Linked DNA regions of Mus musculus: region 2 is linked to region 1. The links are chromatin contacts, called in public HiCAR-type maps. All regions are on one chromosome and are shown on one strand. The core of a region is the stretch at or near the end of the contact, and the rest is flanking DNA. Distances in the headings are between cores, read along the strand shown. Region 1 holds the start of Spag16 (sperm associated antigen 16). Region 2 holds the start of Mreg (melanoregulin).

What was found. HiCAR-type assays count read pairs that join an accessible place to other places.
Region 2: a contact with region 1 is called in a HiCAR-type map of astrocytes, with 8 times the contacts expected there. The contact joins the promoter of Mreg here to the promoter of Spag16 in region 1. A contact is called at or near these places in 2 of 39 promoter capture datasets (hippocampal neurons and liver) and 1 of 115 datasets of contacts at active chromatin or transcription factors (astrocytes).

What each region holds. Positions count from the first base shown.
Region 1 is chr1:69,823,524-69,828,532 of GRCm38.p6, forward strand. It overlaps Spag16 (sperm associated antigen 16), which reads left to right and starts at 3,447. Exons shown (of 17, transcript NM_029160.3): 1 at 3,447-3,598. The coding sequence starts at 3,481.
Region 2 is chr1:72,209,178-72,214,119 of GRCm38.p6, forward strand. Mreg (melanoregulin) reads right to left here and starts at 3,130. Exons shown (of 5, transcript NM_001005423.2): 1 at 2,840-3,130. The coding sequence starts at 2,934.

The sequences.
Region 1 (5,009 bases), core at 2,197-4,696:
GAAGCCCTCATTTCTTTTAATTTAAAAGTACTAGAAACCAAGAATTATATTCAAAATCAGAGGGTTTATTTTTTCCTTTTTTTTTTTTCTGTAGCCAAAAGAAATGAGATGTTCTTTTGGGCTAAGCCCCTGTCACATGTTTCTCACCACAGAGAACAGGCTGACTCTGAATAACATGGTGAAGGGATATGGGAGGAATGGATTTTCAAATGGATGCTAGGGCAAAAAGAAAAAAAATATGTAGAGTATGGCCAAAAAAATGGGAATTTTTCAGCACAATTGCTACTCTTTCTATGAATTCAGAAATCCTAAAGCTGACTACCACTTACTGCAAAGTTTTGAAAGAAAAGGAAAAAAAAAAGCTACTTGTATAAAAATATGCAACAATAAATGGCTTGGTCTGTATTGGTAGCAAATGAATGCTAGTATCTTTGGAAATTGAATTGTACTCTGCAACATATTTGCATGTGAGCATTTTCTGCTTTGAAACTATACACGCTGCACGTGTATTCATTGTCAGACTGCTTTATGGTTTTGCTTTTAAAATGATTTCACTTTTGCATAAATGGAACATTTAGCCTGGGAGGAGATTACATTTGTTGTCCTCTGTAATTGTTGCTTCGTTTTGACTGTCTTCGCTGTTTTCCTTGTTTACCTCTTTCAGGAGCACAGGCAAAGCACAAAGCAGTTTCCTGCTCATTCATCAAAAATCGCTCAGGCTCCTGGCTCCCCCTGCCCCTTTAAGGAAGCATGTAAAAATACACCAATAATAATTTTTAAAAAGTATAGGATAAAAATATACCATAACACAAACTACCATGGTGATCTAAAGTGTGTTCTCCCTCTCTCTTCCCGTTTCTAATTTTTAAAAATGACATTTATTTACCTTTGCTAAGACAGAGCTCTTCTAAGAGAGCAGCAGGTATCACAAACTTCCCTCTTCTGCGTCCACAAGCATTATCTTTGTCATGTTAAGATATTTACATTAAATTGTTTTTTTAAACATTTCTAGCCACTGTAGGTATCAAAGGACTTACACAATTAAATGCTTAATTTCTTTGCAATTGAATATTTATTTATTTATTTATTTATAGACAGGGTTTCTCTGTCCTGGAACTCACTCTGTAGACCAGGCTGGCCTTGAACTCAGAAATCCGCCTGCCTCTGCCTCCCAAGTACTGGGATTAAAGGTGTGTGTCACCATGCCTGGCTGCATTTGAATTTTCAAAACATTAATGATCAGGTACATATAGAACATATGTTCAGTTGTAATTGGGTAATACATCTTGGGTGAGTTTAAAATTTGAAATCTACTACGTGGAAGTAAATAGATTAGCAACTCAGTTTCTATCTTGGTCATTTGGAAGCTTGACATAATGGACATACATACATATATATATATATATATATTTTGATGCATGTGTGTAAAATATCTCTTTTCCATTTGCACACCTTTGAATAAACATCTCTGACTTCTCTACCACACATAGTTAATACTGACTGAAGTTTGTATTTCAGGACTCTGTCAAACCATTTCTTATGTCAAGCGCTGGCCATGTCTAAAAGAATTATGCCTTACTAAATAACAATTCCTATATATTAAGCTCTTTAAAATATTAAATTTGGGCTTGTCACAGTCACAATATTTTAAGCATATTTTATTTACATTACTTATTGAAAATATCTGGTGTACTGGAAATGATAAGAATCTTTACATATTTTACTTTCCATTTTTTTTCCATTATTTTATATATAGTAAGGCGGCTCTTATAAGTCTTTATAAGGGAACCGAAAGCCGTAGTTCAAGGAGCCTAACTTTAAGTAAGACAATTAGTAAGCACTAGAATATAAACCTGTTTGTAGAAGATGATACATTACATTCAAAGACAACAGGCTTTGTAGCCGACAGAATAAACATTAGAAGCTCCAAGGGATGGTCCTCCATGTGTCTCTTGTTTCTGCCTGTCCTTTGAGGCATCAGCAGTGCCTGACCATTCCGCACCCAGGCCACTTTTCAGGGTTCAGTTTACAGTCAACCATTTGAAAGATGAAGCCAGATGTAAGCCAATGGATCCCCCATTTTCAGAATTCCTCTTCTGTATTTTTGCTTCTTTGCATTGAATGGGCACTCAGAACGTTTGCTGTGAGCAAACTCTTGAACTCTTCAGATACCATTGTGACCTTTATTCTAAGACGCAAAACCAAGTGTAATGGAAGCAGCTCATATTCCTTATCTCTGTATGCTCTGAATAGGTGGCTAATGCTCTGGTGATTTATAGCTAATAACAACACTTGAGGCAGGTGACATTATCCTCGGGCCTAGGTGTGGCTGTAGACAGGAAGTAATGCAAACGGATTCCAACCTTCAGGTTCTTAGTCACCCCTCTAGAAGTTACCAGTATTTTTTTTTTAATTAAATAAACGTGAGCTTTTATTTAATTATCAACCAGAGTTCATTAAGGAATGTAGAATTAAAAAAGAAAAAGAATCTGAAAGATGGTCTTAATGATGCCTATGTATATACACTATATAAACCAGAAGTTTCTATCACAGCAATGAGACACATGATTGGACAAATTAGTCAGTTCTCTCCTGCCCCCTCCTTCTTGTCCTCCTCGCTATTCCTTCTCTTTCCCCTTTCCATCTCCTCCCTGCCCTTCTTCCCTGCTCCCTTCCCTCTGAGGTAGCTCATTAGTTCTTAACTACATGCCCTATCCCAAATATCACCTATTAGACTTTATGTTAGGGTCATAGGTAGCTCATAATTTTTTATGGATGTGAGTTTACCTCAGCAAAAATCAATGGTATAATTTGATACGACTGGGACTATTCCAAGTCCGTGTGTAGGAAGCCGCGGTCCAAACAGATGTCCACATAAAAGAATTAAAAGATTGCTAGAAAGGATGTAATAAAGGTGAGCACCCCTACTTTTCATTGCTAGGGGTTTAAGGAGCTCCTCAAAAATGGTTCCTAGAACTTTCCCCACTTCTTCTAGAAATACAGAGACAAGTATCCCACCTTTTCTTAAGTCTTCCCTTCCCCAGAAATATTTGAGGTTCTCTACACATCTAAAAATTGAGGACCGACTTTGGCATGTGATAAACAAAGAGTAAAGGAAAGCAATGAAGAAAAAGGAAGCCGAAAAGAATGGCGTTAAAGCAGGCAAGCAAGCAAGCAAGCAAGCAAGCAAGCAAGCAAGCAAGCAAGCAAGCAAGCAAGCAAACAAAATGAAAACAAAAACACCCAAACAAGTAGCTTGTGTAAATGTAATATGAGTCCCTGGTTCTGGGCTTCAGGTCTGCAGTCCAAGCTTCCTGGGGCGTCTGGGGTAACTAGGCAACGCGTTGCCGTAGTAACTGCGGACGCGCAGAGGGCTTGACCGGGGCCTTTTGGTGCCCCGCTGGTCGGGGTGAGGGGTCCCGGGTTCTCGCGAGAGTCGCGACGCCAGTCGGAGGGGCACCGAGGGGCGCAGTTGCAAGCATGGCTGCTCCGTCTGGGGTCCCGCCGCTGCGGGTGCTGGAGGAGCTGGGCATTGGCTTGTCACCCACCGGCGAGGTGACAGAGGCGGTGACCTCCGAGGGCGCCTACTACCTGGAGCGTATCCTTCTGGTGGCCTCCCGGGCGGGCTGGTGACTGACGGGGCCTGCGTAGGGGCTTCCTGTCGGGGCGTCTGTGGACGCCATTGATGGAGTGTCCATGGGACCTCCAGGTGGAGTCCTTGCCAGCCCAGCTCTGTCCCAGCAGAAGCCATTTTAGGAGTGTAGGCTCATCTGTGGTTACAGTCATGAGCAGAGTAGGGAAGCCTTCCAGGACCTTGTAATTTACACCCTGACTTGTAGGATGGAGGCAATTGGCATGAAGGTGGCACAAAAACTCTTCCAACTCTCTGATGAATGGTACACACACACACACACACACACACACACACACACCCTCAGCATACCTTCTTAATAACTTCCATCAGATACTGACATATTAAGGGAGATCTGTATGTACCTTTGGGCACCCTGTGGTCTTGTACCAGGTCTCTCCATAGGGTTGCCTACCTTCCTCTGTAGTTTCTTTCGGTTTTGGCTGTTAAGTGGTAGCACTGTAATACCCTGCCGCCCCCCCCACATTGGGCTAATAAATGTGTGTGGAATGAGCAGGCAAATGCTTGGAAAAAAGCAACAGATCATGATGAGCAGTTATGAATGTAGGTACCAGAAAAAAAAAACGAATAATTTTATATGTATAATTAGGTTCATTAACTCTTTTGTAAGTCTTTAGCCTTCTCTTCTCTAGATAGGAAATTCTGGATTAATGCTCAGTGTTTGAAAATAAGAGCCACATACATACAATAGATAAATGAAAAATGGCTATCTATAAAGATGTTAAAGACAGTAAAAAAATCTATTACTATTATTATTGGAATAGTTATAGTATGGGTTTTTGTTGTTTGTTTGTTTTGTTTGGATTGGTTTTGTTTTTGTTTTGTTGTGTTTTGTTTTGTTTTGTTTTGAGACAGGGTTTCTCTGTGTAGCCCTAGCTGTCCTGAAACTTACTTTGTAGACCAGGCTGGCCTCGAACTCAGAAATCCGCCTGCCTCTGCTTCTGCTGGGATTAAAGGCATGCGCCACCATGGCCGGTTTAGTATCTTGTTTTTAAATTCAAGATCTCATAGATCCAGCAGTGATTCATTTTGGGAGCTTTAACAGGCTCAGTTAAGCAGAAAATATGTAGTATTATATTGGATAAAAATTATTTTTATAGGAGTTAAGTCTTGAAATCAATTTGAAAAAATGTGGGCTGCCTTAGTGTCATAAATGAATCTTTATAATCTGTTTCAGAATGTTCACTTTAAAGTTTAAAAAAATCATGTTATTATGTCTAATTTAATCTGTACCAAATATGAGGGTTTCCAGTGTTCTTCCTAGTGAATTCCAGCAAAACATTTGTAAATTTTTTGTCATGGAAATGATTTCTCTGGGCATAGTTTAGTTATTAATATAAGACCAATTGATAACATT
Region 2 (4,942 bases), core at 1,880-4,379, 2.4 Mb after region 1:
GCACACACACACACACACACACACGTACCCATTCACATGTGACCATGCATATAAACATGCAAACATATCAATATCACACACATAAATATGCAATAATAAAATACTAAAACAATGAATTCAAACCAGATCTTCTGATAACTTGGGTAGAAAAGAACAAGTGAGTACCCACAGACACATGTATACCACTATCTCAAGCCCATTAGTAAGCTGGCCTTCCGAAATAATTATCATCAAGATGGCGCCAGGATAACACTAAACCACATGACACAAGCCCACTCACACTCACATGCTCAGAAGCATAACATGAAAATTAGTACTAATTACAATTTATGGAGTATTTGCCGTGTTGTCAGACACTCTATTAAGCACTTGGCATGTATGACCTCCCTTCCTTTCTCCCCGAGAGCCTCTGCAGGATGCATAGGCATCATCACCCTTCACAAAGACACGAGGAAGCTGTGGAAGACACAAATAACCTTAATAACTCACGGCCAGCCACCCACTCACCTGACTCCTCCCAGGTAGCCCGGCTCATCAACGCTTCGCTATGCTGCTCCAACTGATGATACCTTCCTATTGTTGTTGTTGTTGTTGTTGTTTGGGGTTTTTTGTTATTGTTTTTTGAGACAGGGTTTCTCTGTGTAGCCTTGGCAATCCTGGAACATTTTCTGTAGACCAGGCTGGCCTCCAACTAATAGAGATCTGCCTGCTGGGATTAAAAGCGTACGCCACCACAACTGCCCTGGCACCTTCCTAACTTTTTTTTTTTGGACTTATTTATTTTATGTATGAGTACACTGTCGCTATCTTCAGACACACCAGAAGAGGGCATCAGATTCCATTACAGATGGTTGTGAGCCACCATGTGGTTGCTGGGAATTGAACTCAGGACCTCTGGACGAGCAACCAGTGCTCTTAATCACTGAGCCACTCCAGCCCCACCTTCGTAAATTTTAAACATTTCTTTTCAGATAGGGTGTTGTGTTTAGATTTCTTTGGCCAAGGCAGCTTTGAACACCTGACTCTCCTGCCTCCCAGCCTAGGAGCTATGATCATGACCCTGTTCCACCATGCCTAGCTAACTTCATCTTCTTTTAAAAAAAGAAAGAAAGTCACAAAATTCAGACTGTCATCCACTGAGCATAAAGCAAGACAGGAGAAGGTCTCAATTTCAAAATAAAAAGCACCTGAAGTCCAGCAATTCTAAAAGAATAAAAAAAAAAAAAAGCACTAGAAAAAAAACAAAAACAAAAAACAAAAAAAATGGCTGAAAGTAAATTGAAGGCTGTATTTCATAAGAACCTAGAGTCTAAAGTCCTGAGATAAAAATCTACACGGTTAGCTTTTGCTGTTTAAATTAAAGATAGGTAATTTAGATTTCTCCAAGCCCAAAGTAATCTCAAAATCTAAGTGAGAGGGCTATTAGCAAAAACAACCAAACATAGTATGGTAGCCGGGAGGGGTGGTGAACGCCTTTAATCAGATCACCCAGGAGGCAAACGGATCTCTGAGTTAGAGGTCAGCCAGGTCTACATAGTAAGACAGAGTGTGTGTGTGTGTGTGTGTGTGTATTTGTGTGTGTGTGTGTGTGTGTGTGTGTGTGTGTGTGTGTGTGTGGTGCCTTGGGTATCTAGATATATTTCATGAAACACCTCACCAGATAACAAGATGATAATTCCAAGTCCTGACTCGCAAAAGGGAGATGAAAAGGGGCCACAAGGCCACTTTAGGAAAGGGTAGAAGGCAAAAGGTCACCATTGGCCAGGAGCTTGGAGGGACTAAGAGTAGATTGTTCCTACAGGGGCAAGTACATCCTGCTTAATGCGCTGGAAAATAAGAGCAGACAGGCAGGATGGGTTATGTAACTCTGCAAAGTCAGGGGAAGTGTCTGGACTTGACAGAGTAGGGCAAGGTAAAGCCATGCTTTGCTGCTTCTGCCAGAGTTGTGCAAGCAGGATTGGATTCGTTGCGTGTCCCTTAAGGAAGGGGTCCTGGCTTCTGCGCTTGTTCACCAAGCCTAGAATTCCACCCTACATCCTGTGCCCTAATTTCAATTCTGTTCCCTGGGGCACGACTTGGTGGGACCTCATTCGATAAGGTTAACCTGGCATGGTGGAACTTAATTTCAGCAAACTCACGATAGGGAGGAAGAAAAAAACAAAAAACAAAAAACCAACATTTTAAGGAAAAATAAAAATCACAGTCCTATCTCTTCTCTCTCTAGGAGCCGGCAACCACGCTTGGGTATGTCTTATTTCTGAGTGCCTTTTTCTTCTACCCCTCGTGCTTATACGTATATTAAAGTATCGCTTTAGGGGAAAAAAAAAAAAAGTCAAGCAAAGCTGTGCACAGGGTTCCTTCACAAAGCCTCTTAGCACATTAGCTAATGAGCATTAAATGTCCCCACATTTCAGTTTAAACCCCCGAACAGTCAATTGGCTGTCACTGGTACAGCACGCATAGTTTTATCACGAGAAAGATTTCCTCAGTCACTGAAATCGACTTCTTTCGGTCATGACATTGGAAGAGATAGCCAAACTTTTTTTTTTCATCTCAGTGCCAAGGAAACCCACGCTCGTCCGTCTCATCCGATGAGACCCCCTCTGGAAACTTCTCTTCCCGGCCCTTTCCCCTGCAGCAGTCAGTGGCGTTTCCCAGGGGCATCCGCTGCCTCCGAGGAGCCACACAAAATCTGAACCAAGGATCCGGAGCTTAAATCGTCTTGTGCGAGACCGGGGCCGAGGGGGGCCGGGTGGCACCGCGGTGTGACCTCACAGCACCCCTTCCCCGGTTCAGACGACACCCGGGTCCCCACCCCGCGAGGCGGCCCGATACGCACCTGACCAGCGGCTCCTTCTCGGGCCGCGCGGGCTCCTCCAGGCACCGGCACGGGCAGCAGCAGCAGGCGCTCCGTAGCCAGCGGCGCAGCCCCATGGGGAGCGAGGCCCGGCGCCGGGATCCCGGAGCCGGGCGCGCGATGGCGGCGGGGACGCGGGGACGGGGACAGGGACGGCCGCGGCGTCACGGGCCGGGCCGTGCGCATCACGCCGCGGCCGGCCGTGGGGACGCGAGCTGCGCGTTTGCCGCGGGAGCTTTTCCCTCTCTCTTTTAATTCCCCGGGTGCCGCCCGAGCGCATGCGTCCTGCGACGCCCACGGCTGCCCTCTAGGGAGCGAGCGCGCTCCAGGCGCCCCGCAGAACCCCGGAGGTGACCGCTGAGCAGCAGGGGTCTGCTGCGCGTGGCCGAACCCAACTGTCCTTTTAATTGGCTTCTCTGCAAAGGAAATGGTCTCCCACAATACACGCTTTGTAAAAGTTTTTTTATTTTTTCAAACTTCCAGCCCTTGAACACTCTTAGGGGAAAAAAAAAAAGCAACCGCTTGTGAGTTCTACAACTGTTATATTACAAGAGATTTATTTTTGTAAATTACAATGTGAGTGCTGGGAACAGAATCCTGTCTTGTGTAGCGCCATCTACCTCACCAGCCCCCAGAAATCCCACTTTTGTTTTTTTATGTCCAAGCAGCAGATTACCGCACCAAATGTTTGTGGTTTTGTTTTGTTTGGGGTTTTGTTTGTTTGTTTGTTTTTATCTTTTGAAATTAAAACATTGCATTGCCCCACCCACCCTCACCATTCCCTTTCTCCCTCCAACCCTTCCCATGCACACATTTTTGTGCCTGGCTCTTTTCACTGATGTCATGCAGACTGTATGTGTATCTTTCTGTCTTCCTAACGCAGACCTAATCTTACCGATGCCAGTGTTATTTAACCAGACCGTGAACATAATGGTGAACATGTTAACCAATCCCAGCCTTTTGTACTGAGGGCTGCAGTGCACATCCTTGAACTGCTGCACTTGGGAGCTTCTACACCAACTGAATAAAGATGTGGCAGTCGACTTGCTGTGTCATAAGATGCCCCTTTAATTTTTTTTTTAAAAAAGATTTATTTTATACATATGTGAGAACACTGTAGCTGTGTTCAGACACACCAGAAAAGGGCATTGGATCCCATAACAGATGGTTGTGAGCCACCATGTGGTTGCTGGGAATTGAAATGAGGACCTCTGGAAAAGCAGTCATTGCTCTTAACCACTGAGCCATCTTTCCAGTCCACCCCTTTAATTTTAATGAATCCTGCCAAATTGCTTTCCAGTGTGCAATTCAAATTTAGACTCTGGCATACAAACCCTATACTCAATATAAAATACAAGGTGTGATCGCCCAGGGAGTGTCACTATCAGAAAGTGTGGCCCTGTTGGAGTAGGTGTGTCACTGTGGATGTGGGCTTTAAGACCCTCATCCTAGCTGTCTGGAAGCCAGTATTCTGCTAGCAGCCTTCAGATGAAGATGTAGAACTCTCAGCTCCTCCTGCACCATGCCTGCCTGGATAATAAACTGACCCTCTGAACCTGTAAGCCAGCCCCAATTAAATGTTGTCCTTAGAAGAGTTGCCTTGGTCATGGTGTCTGTTCACATCAGTAAAACCCTAAAGCAGAAGGTGTTTTGCTTCTTTGTCTTGCCTTTGCCAGTCTGATTTACTTGAGAAGTATTTAAGCTATGTGTGAGGCATGTTTTAGGATGGGGATACAGCAGTAAACAAGACCAGCAAAAAGTGAACATTCTGGTGAGGGGTGGTTAGACAAGGAAATAAGCACTTTCCAAGTATGTTAACTTTAAGTTAGTTAGACTAGACTAGTTAGTTAGACTTTAAGTTAGTTAGACTAGAGAACAAATAAGGCAAGAAAAGGGATGAGTGCCATGGTGAGGTGTGCGTGCCTAGAGGTCAAACCCAGGGTCCTGCTCACACCAAACTCAAGCCCTGAGTTACAGGCCCAGGCCCCAGTGTTTTATTTTGAAAAGGTCTCATATAGGCCAGGATGACTTCAAACCCCCTATATAGCTGAACATGACCTTGAACTTCTGACTCTCCTGCCTGCA